Linked DNA regions of Mus musculus: region 2 is linked to region 1. A link is a contact called in public promoter capture Hi-C data. All regions are on one chromosome and are shown on one strand. The core of a region is the stretch at or near the end of the contact, and the rest is flanking DNA. Distances in the headings are between cores, read along the strand shown. Region 1 holds the start of Erich1 (glutamate rich 1). Region 2 overlaps Dlgap2 (DLG associated protein 2).

Region 1 (6,118 bases), core at 18-2,517:
TCGAAGCTCAATGCATCAATTTTACACATCTCCGTTTGAAGTTGCTTCTTCCATGATCTTTACCAGTAAAGTAGAAGAAAGCAGCAGAGACCTATTATTAAATACTGATTTATTGATTCATTTCATGACTTATTCAAAGCACTGCTTGTCCTGCTTATTTGACAAGCATGTCTTTACTGGCTACTTGGAACATAACGACCTGGAGAAATAGCAGAAACATTGGGCTATGTTACCCTTAACAACCTGCTGACTGCCTCTTAGGCATCTGTAAAATTTCGCTTGCTTGCCCACCCCACCTTGTGGTTTTAGAGTATAAAACGCAAACAACAGACTGGAGCCCAACCAAGCCTTTCAGGAGCAACCCTGGCTTGAGTCCATCTGCGACATCTCTTCGCTTCTACTCTCACTGATGTCCGAGTGAGTGTTCCAGAGAGTCCTGCAATAGCAACAACCGCGCGCCTTCTCTCCTTCCAGATCCAAACCTGCGTTAGATAGGCTCTAAAAATGTTTTGAGCATTCTCTTCATAACATCAGGTCTTCCTCTTTCATCTTCTCAAAGATGAAACCCAAATCATTTGCTCCTGCATTATTTCCCTTCAAAGAGCCCATCTCTTTGGAATATGGTCCTTACAGTCTTCTTGGTCATGCTCCTCTATCTGACCTTTCATGAACGTTACCACCAGCTTGCAGACCATGTAGGAACTTGGCAGTCATGTTTCTGAAGACGCAGTTCAAGGGTGAAGACTCAATGTCAACAGGGAACAAGGGCTCCAGCGCGGTAACACAGCTGGTCTAAAAGCAAAGTGGAAGACGACACAATGAGAGGGATTCGTAGACGCGAAACAGATGGGAGCATCTCCAGCCGTGCAGCGGTACAACTGGCAGACGTGGTGAGGGGCGCGCGGAACGGATTGCAGGTGTCTGGGGAACCTTGCCTTGCTTCAAGCCTCCAGACCTTCCTTCTCTCCTCAGCAACCTTTCTCCAGCTTGCACTCCAAGTTCCGCAAGTGTGCAGAGCCGGTACTGTCCCCAGCTGTGTCTTGGCCCACGTCCATCACAGGGGCAAACCGCAAACCACAGGAGCAGAGCTTTCAGGCCGTCTGCCTTCCGCGCAGGCTCCAGAGCCAGGCTCCTAGAGGCAGAGTTTAAGCCACGCCCGGGCCGCATACGAACCAATCCGCCCCCGAATATGGATGATTGACATCCAGCGGCGGGGAATTCGGGTCCGGATTAGGCACTCCTAATATTGTGGGCGGGCCTACACGAGAGGAATCCGGAAGCGCCGCGCGACTGGTGGCGGCTGGGGCCAGAGATCCCGGCTGGGGTCCAGTATGTCTTCTCTTCGGAAGCAGGGTAGGCAGGAAGCGCGGAACGCGAACGGAGACTGGATCCGAGATACCCAGGGGTGGCGGACGTGGTAGGCTGATGGCCCTGAGCACTGAGGGATCGTAGGGGCTACAGGGACCTTGAGTGTCTAGGGCAAGATGGGACATGCTGGGCCCTGAGGTACCCTTCTTGTGGTGGCTTCCCCTTCCTGCTGGCTGGGTCTGGCGCTGTCGCAGCTTTTAGGGGCCTTCGTTCTCCCTGGACCACACTAGTGGAGCAGAGGCCTCACCGGACTCTGGGATCTTCTTTGCTGGGGCGGAGCTGGCGCGTGGGGATGGGGATTGGGGTGGTGGGTGGAGGACACAAGACCTAGAGTCTGGAGGATTGCCTTTACCTAGGGCAGCCAGGCCTGCAGTCATCTCTGGGTTAGTACCCTGAGGTCCTGAAGTGCAGTTCATGTGATAGGAGTAGAGAATATGAGACTTTTCTGTGTTTAAAACATGCTTCTCTCTTGTGAAATGGGAGGGAGGTGGAGGAGACGGCTAGTGGCAACTGTATATAGTTAATAAGTATCTGCTTAAAAAGCAGGAAACTAATTTCTCTGCAAGCAAGAAAACCATGAACAAATTAGTATAGTCCCCATCCTTAACTAGCGACTTTCCACTTCAGCCTCAGTGACTTAAGTTTCATCAAACTTTATGGGGGTGGGGCGGGGGGGGGGGTTGGAAGTAAGATGATCTCAGGGATCAGAAAGGACAGATATAACCCTTTCAAAACAGTCTGATCTGATGTTGTGTTTCAAGATGAACATAAGTGTTCTTTACTGAGCAGCAAAACCTTTTTCTAATCCTTGCAAGGAAGAGGATACAAACACTTTATAGGTTCAGCTGTTTCCTGGGTTGACGCCACACCCTGTGCTTTCTCTTCTTGAATTCCCTTCTATGTTCGAGATGCTTCAAAACTTGGCATTAAATGCAAGGAATTATATCATCTATAAAGCACCTCGCCAACTTTAAGACTCTTTTTAACCTCAGTAAATTAAGGTAAAATGCAGGAAAGCTTTTGGTCGTTTTAATCAGACACTAAACTACTCTCTGAAAACAGTCTCTTTTTCTGTTGAAGAGACTATATGACAGAATTATCAGGTAAAATGTAAATAGTTGAAGGATACTGTGTTTTCCAAAGAGTGGGGCTTGTGAACCCAAAACATAAACCTGGAAGTAGGCATTTAAGCCTGAGAAGGCCAGCTAGGATGCCTCATGGTGGTTATATGGGGATGGAGGAGGGAGGGAAAGCATGAGAGAGATGGGAAGAAAGGTTTCTAGGAAAGACTCAGCTTGGTAATGAATAAGATACCGAAAGAGACCTAGATCAGAGCTTCAGGCCAGCCGCAGTGTCTGGATTGGGCAGCGTTAACACTGCTATGGCTAGAGGAGACCACAGAAGGAGGCCTAAAGGAAGAACCTGACTGATCTGGTTACCCACATGATGTCATGCAGAACGAGGCAGCAAGTTCCTTTGTTTGCCTGCAGAGAAAGAGCAGCAGATGTGTAGGGAGAAGACTTCGTGTTTGAAGGACAAAGAGAAATACCAAGGACCTGAAAAATATTATAAATAGTATAACGTTCCACCCTAAAGCCCCAGCCCAGAAAGTTTGAGTCCACAGGACAGGGGTAGTAAGGAAATGTGAGCAGCAGTTTTTCTTTGATAGCCTTCCCATCTGTAGAGCCACAGAACCCACACGTGAAAATAAGTGGTTCTCAACCTTCCTGATGCTGTGGCCCTTTAATACAGTTTCTCAGGTGGTAGTGACCCCCAACCATGTTACTTTGTTGCTATTTCAGAACTGAAATGTTGCTACTGTTGTGAATCACAATGTAAGTATCTGTTTTTTCTCATAGTCTTAGGCGACCCCTTTTGGGGTCCCAACCTATAGGTTAAGAACCGTTGGTCCAGAACATCTTTTCCAGTCACTGCGTCTTTATGTCGAACCCCAAATTTGTCTGATTGAAAAACAATGAACTGGAAAAGTAGAATTCTTGGTACAAAAATCATAATCTATCTCATGGCCTCAGTTTCTAAGTGCTGCTTACAGACTTGCCTCGTGGGTGGCAGCTGCCATTTCTTAGCTCAGTCTGTCTGGGTGAGAAGGCAGTGCTGTACGCTGAGCAGTTGACGAAGCTTCCATTATAGTCTGGAACAGGACCAGCCCACCTGGTCCAGGAGTACTCTTTGCTCTCTCTCCTGCTACAATGTATTGACAGATCCCAATGAAAGTTCTTGCAGCCTTACCTGGGGCTTATCTCCTGCATGGGTAGTTAATTGTGTGACGATTGCTATTTTTAAAACCCTCTAGGAGAAAAAGCTTTGAACAAAATGTACCCAGATTCTTTTTTTTTTTTTAATTTTTAAGTACTAAAAATTTTTTAAAGTTTGAGCAAATAGATTTTTTGTGTTTGTTTGTTTGTTTGTTTGTTTCTAAGACAAGGTTTGGTTGTATAAGCCAGGCTGGCCTTGTACATGATTAGAATCTTAAAACCATGGTCTCCTTGTCTCAGTCTTGGATTACTGAATTGTGAGTATGTACCACAATGCCAGGCTCTCTAGTATATTTCTGCTACTTGGAGATAGATTCTAATCCAGATCCATTTGAATCTTATTTGGAGCACTGTTTTTCTGTTAATTAATATTTCACAAAGCTTGCCAACTCCTATTTAAATCTCAGCTAATCGTTTTTCCACCTATAATTCTATCATTTATTGAATTAACATAATATACTGAACTTCTGAAGTAACAATGTAACCAGCTTATTCATTTTTTTCTAGATTACAGACAAAGGTTAAATACTTTGCCTTTTTATAGAAATAAAATGGGGGGGGGGAACCTTTCATCTTCAGGAGCCCTACGTAGGCTGGCATACATTCAGGCAGCTTGTTGAAACCAGTTTTTTTCTGAAAAGAAAGAATTCAGAGTATCAGTTTTCAATAAACTACAACAAACCTGAAAAAATTAAAGTGCCCAATAAAGTGTGTGTGTGTGTGTGTGTGTGTGTGTGTGTGTGTGTGTGTATTTACTAAATAGTTTAAGTTGGCAAGGTAATTTGATTTGTTTTTATGCTGTAGTTTTAGGAGTGATATTTTGAGAGCTTTCTCTTCAGTACACCAGAGTGAGATGGAAAGGGGACATTGTAAGATCAGTGAAAGTTTCTATTTCCGGTCAGTTCTGATACTTAAAAGGCCTGATAACTCTTGTTTTCCAGTAACAAATTTTTATGAAGTGAAAAGGGTCTGTCATGAGCCAGTTTGTTCTGTGAGGTTCCTCTGAAAACGAAGACGGAGAAGTTATATTGTAAACGCTGTTTGTTGGTATTTGCTATCAATCTCTTTCGCTTCAATGTAATTTCTGTGAGCATATGGTTCTATCAATGTTAACAGCTTTTCATGAACATTCCATTTTGAAATAACTCTTTCAGAATTAATCTCACTCCTCCTATCCCTAAGTCAACAGCTGCTGGTAACAAACCTTTTCCTGGGAAGACATAAACATGGGATACCACTGAAGTCCAACTTGGTGAACCAATGAGTTTTACTAGTGTTACTTACGGGAGGGAGCAGAAATGACAGACAGCTGGGATGACCAGAGCCACCTCAGCATAGGTAACAGACAGCTCATAAACTGAGACCCTGAAGCACACTGCACAACCCGCATGCAGCTCAGCAGACTGGAGAGTGTCCTTTGTAGACCTCAGTTGCCCCAAACCTCTTCCCCACAGCTCTGCTGGCTTCAACATCTTCCAGGCAGCTAGCTGGTCTGGCTTCAGTCTTCTTGGCACCCTGCCTCTCCTTACTCTGGCCGAAAAGAGCCTAGAGACTGGTCAGTTTCAGGGACTTCCAGAAGCTATTTTGATTTATTTACATTCCTGTTTAAAGAGCTTCCATGCCAGATGAACTGTTTCAATCACACAGTTTTTTTGGTTTTTTTTTTCTTTCTGGAAATTACAATTCCCAAACAGGCATTAGTTTATTGATACTATAAGAATTTTGAAAATTTGTATTAGTCAATTACAAATGAGCATCATTTCTGGTGTCTTCCACCATTTCTCCTTTCTAGATGTGCAGTATATATTCAGTAAAGTAAAATTTATACATTTATTCTAAATTTCAATGAGGCATATTACACACAGAGATTGATGTATTTATAAAAAGATAAAGAGAGGGGGGATATGTTCTATGGAGATGTGGTAAGGTGTGGGGGAAGGAGGTGCCTTGTGTCCCGTCCAGCAGGACTTAGTTATTCCGTGGGTTGAAAAGGACCAGGGCCTGAAAGAGAAATGAGCGGAGAAAGGGAAGCGAGACCAAGCAAAGAGTTGTCAAGGTCTGTTTAATGAAGGCTAAGAGCCTGATTATAAGCACACAGTGAGAGAAAATAGGGAGGGGTCGAGGGGACATAATAAAATACAGAGAAAGGGCTGGACATCTGGGGCGAATGCTGATTACAGGCTTCTTGCAACTTATCTTGGAATGTTGGCCCTAAAACAGTCCCGGTGGCCTTCAAACATTCTGCAGTTTATCTTGGAATGCCTGTCCTGACTAAACAGTCCTGGGCACCAAACGGAGACATGGAGGCGGAGGTGAAGCTGCCTTAATCTAAGCAGTTCTAGGCGCCAAGTGAAGGAGGGAGTGAAGCTGGCAGTCTCGGGCGCCAGGTGGAGGCAATGAAGGAGGAGGTGACATAATTCCCTTCAAGGGGTCAGTGGATCTTTAGGGTGAGAGTAACTGCGGGACTTAGTTTC
Region 2 (6,593 bases), core at 1,960-4,459, 550 kb before region 1:
TTCCAATGGCTAAAAAGGCCCCACCGAGGTTTAGTAAGTCAGTACAGAGGACAGTCACTAACCTTTAAGACTAGATTGGCCCATAATTTCCCATTTCTCTCTTTTATGCTTATTTTAAAGAGGATATTTCTTTATAACCAAAAGCTATTTTTAAGAGGACAACCACATTTTAACAGAATGTTCTTATTTTCATGTTGGTGTTTAGCAATTGTGGAAATGATGTGATTTCTAACAAAAAAAAACCCGCGGAGGCTATTAATATCAGGATATTGGTATTAGACACCATTCAAATTTGACTAGATTCTGCCTGTGCACACGGTTCCCATGGCAACCAGCACTGTATCTTACAGGAGGCGGTGCCTCCCCACCCTAAGAATTCTACCATCAACACAGTCCCAAATGTGGGACTTCATTTTCTGAAGAAGCTCTCATATGGTGAGGGCTCAAATACCACCCTGGCGAAAACAGTCATCATTTCTTTCTTCATTGTTAGTTTCCTGAAAATATTGCAGGCACAACTAATTATTTTTAAAAAAGAAAAGAATTTTCTAGTCAAAGGCTACGTGAGTGTCCACATGCATGACTGCCAAGGGTTCCTTTAATAAGCCATAGCTTTATGGGTCTTGCTATCGCCGAGCCAGACGAATAATTTTGTTCTTTAGAAAATTCCTCAGCAAGCCATTCAATGCCCCCCTCCCTCCCCGATTTGGACAGTGGGCTTAGTGAAAGGAGACAGACATCAGGATGCAGTTGCTTGTGTCCAGGAAGTGGGAGGGATAAGAGAAAGGTGGGGGACGTGGAAAAATGTGAGGTGAGGTGTATGTACCACAAGATGAAGGATCAGCATTTTGCACCTTTGAGGTACTTCCCCCTCACCTCTAGGGAACCCCGACTCCCTGTCCTATGGCACAGGGTGGCAGAAGTCTTAACTACTGGGAGCAGAGAGCTAAAGCAGAAATAGCCAGGATTTAACCCAATCCTCTAAACCAAGTGTTTAGGTCTCTTTCCCTGACTTTGGCATCAATATTCATTTTTAGTGCACAAACTAGGTGCTGATTGAGAGGATTAAGTTGATGAGGTCATCCTGTCATAAGCTGCAATGAGAGGTAAGGCCCCTGAGGTGGGGACCTGGTACCCTATTCCATCCAGCCCTAAGACCAGAGGGTCTCTGTTCCCATGAGTCTACTTCATCTGCTCAGGACTTAAAGCACAGCGTCATAAAGCATCGAGTCTAACGCTCTGGAGCAGTGTGGGTTCTGCTTCTCATTGTTAGCGATGATCAGTTCTAAAGATGGCCGTTTTAGAGGTTGCCCAGCTCCTGGCGCCTTGCTGCTTTGACTAAGCCACATGTGTCACAGGGGCAAAGTCATCTCTGCTTCACCGCAGCGCACAGCAGTAGCTTAAGCCACAAAGCTACTGTGGAAAACATGAGGTTTAAACCTAAAGAGGATGACCCAGCAATGCTTCTGCAATGAATAAGAGATGAAAGAAGGCCAGTGTGGGTTAAAGGGCACAGGCAGGGCTCCATGCCCAAATGCCCAAGGGTCCCAGAGTGGTCACAGATGAGGGTGCCTCCTTCAACGTCGACAAAGCTGCAGTTTTAGGGAGAGTATTTTGTGTATGTATGAAGATAAGAAATACTGGGAGTCAATGCCCCTGAGCTAGGAACAGATGCTGTTGAGATCTACTGGTGCAGGCTTATGAGGTAGAGGGGAGAAAAAGGAAGAAGATACCGGGAAAGTGGAGGGGTGTACTGGCTGGTTTTGTGTGTCAACGTGACACAAGCTGGAGTTATCACAGAGAAAGGAGCTTCAGTTGAGGAAATGCCTCCATGAGATCCAACTGTAAGGCATTTTCTCAATTAGTGATCAGTGTGGGAGGGCCCATTGTGGGTGGTGCCATCCCTGGGCTGGCAGTCTTGGGTTCTATAAGAAAGCAAGCTGAGCAAGCCAGGGGAAGCAAGCCAGTAAGTAACATCTCTCCATAACCTCTGCATCAGCTCCGGCTTCCTGACCTGCTTGAGTTCCAGTCCTGACTTCCTTTGGTGATGAACCAAGGTGTGGAAGTGTAAGCTGAATAAATCCTTTCCTCCCCAACTTGCTTCCTGGTCATGATGTTTGTGCAGGAATAGAAACCTGACTAAGACAAGGGGGAAGGAGGTGTGTGGAGGTACGCCATGTTTACAGAATGCCTTTGTCTGTCCAGATGCCTCACATTCTTTTGTAGCTTTTCAAGGCTGTGTGACTGTTATGCAGAAGGGTTACAAGCCCCCACCCCTGAAGAGAGCTGGCTCTGCAGGTGGTGAGAACCCGGTCTGACTGTGTGTGTCCTACCCATGACTCTAACTCAGGTATTCCTTGAGTGTCTCCATCACTCAGCCCCAATACAAGGGTCCTCTCCATAGTCTATGGCTGCTGGGGACACATAGCAAATCTTCTTGGGAGCCAGTCTGTCTGCTCCATGTTTAATTAGGGTCAGCCTGAGTAAGAAGATGGCCCAGCCGAGCTGTGGACAGTTTCATCCCAGCAAATAGCCCCATCTTAACTCTCCCAAGCTTTACCCCAATGTCCGAGCGCAGACCCAACTGGGCACTGTTTCTTCAATGACCTGCAAGAAATGGTTTGGAAAAAAACAAACAAACCAGGGCTTGGTAAGTTTCCCACTCTGCTTTTCTTCTCTGAAGAAAACCCCATATTTGCGTATAGGGTTTGAGCGTGTGGCTCTCAGGGCAGAATCATTCCCTGTTTCTGATAGGTCTAGGGTTCCTGGGAGCCCCAAGTCAGTCCCAGCTTACACTCTCCTGGTGAGAAGCAGGGCAGCACACAGGCCTGCTCTACCTGCTGCCCAAGTGGCTTCATCTCCCAGCACAGAAATCCAGTTTGGGTTCTCCTCTGCCTGTGATACAGTTCTGAGCATCTCGCCTGGATGTATGTTTGAAGAAGGCCAGACTGCCCAGTCTGCCGCTTGCAGTGTCCAGAGGTCAGGAGTTCTGCTGAGTTGATGACAACTCTGCACTAAGCGTGTGGGCTAGCTGGGTGACACCCAGGGCTCACAGGCCATCAAGTGTGACTGGCTGACAGTGTCATCCACGTCTTTCTAACGTAGACTTATGGGCTGGTTCCAGAGTCCTTCTACAAAGTATTCTTTGAAATGTGCTGTAGTACCAGGCCCTGGCCAGCTGTCTGTGCAGTGAGACCCTGGGGAGCCAGCGAACACACTTGTTTACTCTCCGCCAGAGTCATGTGCAGCCCGTGGCTGGCCCTGCCTCACAGTGAAAACTGCACAGGAACCCTCTCAAGAGATCTAAAACAGGCAGAGTGATTGGGGGCTTATATCCAAGGAAATCTTTTGAGAGTTTAGAGCCTAAAGTCATTAGATCTTATGGAACAAGAGAGCAGGGAATTGGAATTTACTTCACGGTCTGTCTGTCCCCCCTTGCCTGCTTCTGAGAGCTCGGACAATTGCTGTTGAAAGTCTGTAGGGGGGTGAAACCTGGTTGGATCATAGGGTGCTGTCTATACAGAAGGACACACAACCCTTGACATAGGAATCTGAGTATTCATGGGCTAGTTTCATGTCCTTGGCACAGTCAAGTCACACCTCATGATCCAGATTCCCAGGTCCCAGCACTGGGTTATGATAGCCCACTACTCTGAATCAGATCTCAGAGCACAGAGGGAATTCCAAGTATCTGCAGGCAACAGGCAGTGGGGTGAATGGGCCACGGCTGCCCCGTTCTTTTGTTCCCCCAAATCACAACATTGCCAATATGATGCATACAGAAGAGAGCAGCGTGGTACAAGTACTTTCAATATGATGCCTTAAAACATGTACTTTTTTCCCCATTAATAAACAGTCCTGAATTTAGAAATATAAAAAGAAGATAAGGTTTAATAACTTCAACATCTTTCACTCGCCTCTCATCTCTTTTGTCCCTCAGACAGCAGTTTTAAAAGAATATGTCCCCCGGATCTTCACGGGGCAATTAAAAACAAATGTTTAGACAAGGCCCGTCTCCTCAACAGGGCTCATCTATGGCCTCTAACCCCTTGAATTCAATGTGTGCAGCCTGTCTGCGTGTTTATCTGAAGCTTGGAGCAGCTCTGGAACGCAGAGGCCATTTCTCAGGCTAAATTTGGCAGCCGCTTTTGTGGAGAAAGCAAAACAAATCCGTGAAGAATGTTATGTGTGGCAGTCTTCGTTTCACAGCTGATCTTCACAAATGTCTTCGCCAAGGGGGGATGGGTGGGGACAGACATCTGTGCCTGTCACAAGGGTGTGTGCGGAAACTGTACTGCAGGTTCAGAATACCAGGTTCAAGTCCTCCTGATCTCTGTGCGGTGACTAGCCTGTCTGAAGGCTGTGGGATCGGGGTTGCTGACAAGCATCAAAGAGCTTATGGGATGGATGTAATGGCGGTCATATTTTGTAGATGGAGTCACCACACACATAAAGAACAACTGAAACAGGTGATTACATTATATAACATATAGTATGGAGAGAAGCAAATGTTTGCCTGGCCTTCTTAGTTATATGTATCTCATATATGTATATATGTATATGCATATGTATGTGTATGTGTGTATGTATGTGTATGTATATGTATGTGTATACATACACATACATACACAAATATACATATACATCATATACATATATATGAGACCAAGGCCTCACTGTAAACCTGCCAATGTGTCAGGTGACCACAAATAGGAAATAGGTCACTAACAACTCATAGTCTGAGGGTTCATCACCTTTGCCCTTGGAGACAGCTTTCGTGGAGAAAGCCTGAGCCTCAATGGTAGAAAAATCACCCATACCCCCTGCTTCTTTTCTTGGTTCCCCACTACTGGGGGAGGAGTGTTGATCCATGCCCAGCAAGGGGACTGAACCTACCCACTTGGATGCTGAGAGCTGTTTCTATCTGTCAGCATCCCATCAATAATCATGGGGAATCAACAGAAATATATCCGTACCCTACTACTAAAATAATAATAATAATAAAAATGTAAAGATAGTGAGGTTTAGTCTTTAAAGGAGTTCTAGAAATGAATCAATGCATGAACACAGTGATTCTAGTGATATGTTGGGCAGGAGATCTGATGGTTACGAAAGGCTGATGACTGACATTTTCCTTCCCAGGAGCTATAAACTGTATTAAGGTAATGAAGCTAGCTACTTTGGCTTAACATCTTGGAGTTCACAGTCATGCCCAGGTCGAAACCCTTCCTCTGTCCTCAGTGTAAGTGGGCAGGTGTGCTGGGCTCTTTCCAAATGAAGAGCCTCAGACAGCAGAAATGGTGATACTTTGCCAAAGCTTCAAAGATCAGAGACAGTGGCGTGAGCCTTGGAGGGCTGGACACTGACAGGCCACCAGTTATATCCTATGTTTGCTCTTCCAGGCTGTGGTGAAAATAGACACCTGGTCTTTCATTTTAATCACTCAAAAGAGTCATTAAAAACCATGTATATGTGTATATGCTATATAATATACATAAAATAATAAAAGCCTCTATAAAAAGAGTCTATTACTAGCCATGATCATTGTTGCTATTATTTATGGATCCTTTAGTAAACATGTCAGAGGAAATGGGTTTGCTATAGTGGTGGTATTGTCAGGGAGTGTATGGATCCAGGTTTTCTGGATGTCTAAATATACCTTCCACCCTACCATCAAAAGGCAGCTTACACTCCACAGTCTTCAGTCTCAGGTATCTGCCTGAGTGACCTTGGGGGGAGGGGACAACGTTCTCTTTGCATGTGAAGAAGCAGGACATTAATGTCTATAGGTGACTCCTCTGCTGAGAATAATGAGCCTCCTAACACTTAGTCAGCATTATTATTTCCTTCTTATTTCCAGCAAGGATGATTCCAAAAGCTTATTTAGAATCTAAATTAAAATCCAACCAAAGGAACCACAGATCATTGATAACATATAGGGATTAAAATCTTTTTGCCAAGAATGTCATTTTGAACGTGAACACTGAAGCCCGTTAATGAGCCGTAACATTACCCAAAGGGCAAAATTCCACTTCGTGGTTTATTTTACCTACCGTAACATAACTGTTCTCATTAAAAATGAATTACACTTCTGTGCACGCACTGAATCTCTCTTGTCTGCTTTTATTCTGTGGTACAAGGGTTTCTGCTGAACATCTCCAAATTAAGAGGAATGCCTAGCATAACCATCCTCAAACATTTTCTTTGTGTTCCCTTACCCCACAGTCACTGGCCACACTGCCCTTGCCAGATCAGACACTTCAATCATTTCTAAGTGGACACAGAGGACTCCTGTGCTTTGCTGAGAGGGTATGGGAGAGCAAGCACTGAACACGACCCAGTGGAGACAGAGGCACCTTGACTGCATCATGGAAGAGGAGCTTATGGGTGGAGAGGTGACGGTACCTGGCACCTTCCCACTGTACCATGGCACTGCTATATCTATGCCCCTTTGGTTCTCTGTTGCGCTAAGAAGCCATGTTTTCTATCTTCATCTTGGTGGCCTCATAAGTTCATCCTTAGGAATTGAGTCTTCAGTAAGCTTTATGCCTGAGATTGTTTTTGTTGAAAGATTAGCATTCTACCTCAGGGAA

What was found. Promoter capture Hi-C pulls out the DNA fragments that hold promoters and counts their contacts.
Region 2: a promoter capture Hi-C map of second pharyngeal arch cranial neural crest shows a contact between it and region 1, with 4 times the contacts expected there. The contact joins the enhancer-like site here to the promoter of Erich1 in region 1. A contact is called at or near these places in 9 of 39 promoter capture datasets (the 3T3-L1 cell line, 3T3-L1-derived adipocytes, embryonic stem cells and 5 more) and 7 of 115 datasets of contacts at active chromatin or transcription factors (SST interneurons, astrocytes, embryonic basal ganglia and 3 more).

Annotation. Positions count from the first base shown.
Region 1 is chr8:14,085,476-14,091,593 of GRCm38.p6, reverse strand. Erich1 (glutamate rich 1) reads left to right here and starts at 1,267. Exons shown (of 6, transcript NM_001034862.2): 1 at 1,267-1,353. The coding sequence starts at 1,332.
Region 2 is chr8:14,635,802-14,642,394 of GRCm38.p6, reverse strand. All of the region lies in intron 4 of Dlgap2 (DLG associated protein 2), which reads right to left. Among named protein-coding and RNA genes, the nearest start is that of C030037F17Rik, 130 kb to the left of the region's middle. Within about 2 kb of position 3,209, at least 53 of the 459 cell types and tissues checked have an H3K27ac peak or open chromatin away from gene starts, as enhancers often do. A contact at or near this core is called in neural tube and second pharyngeal arch cranial neural crest, where this site is marked.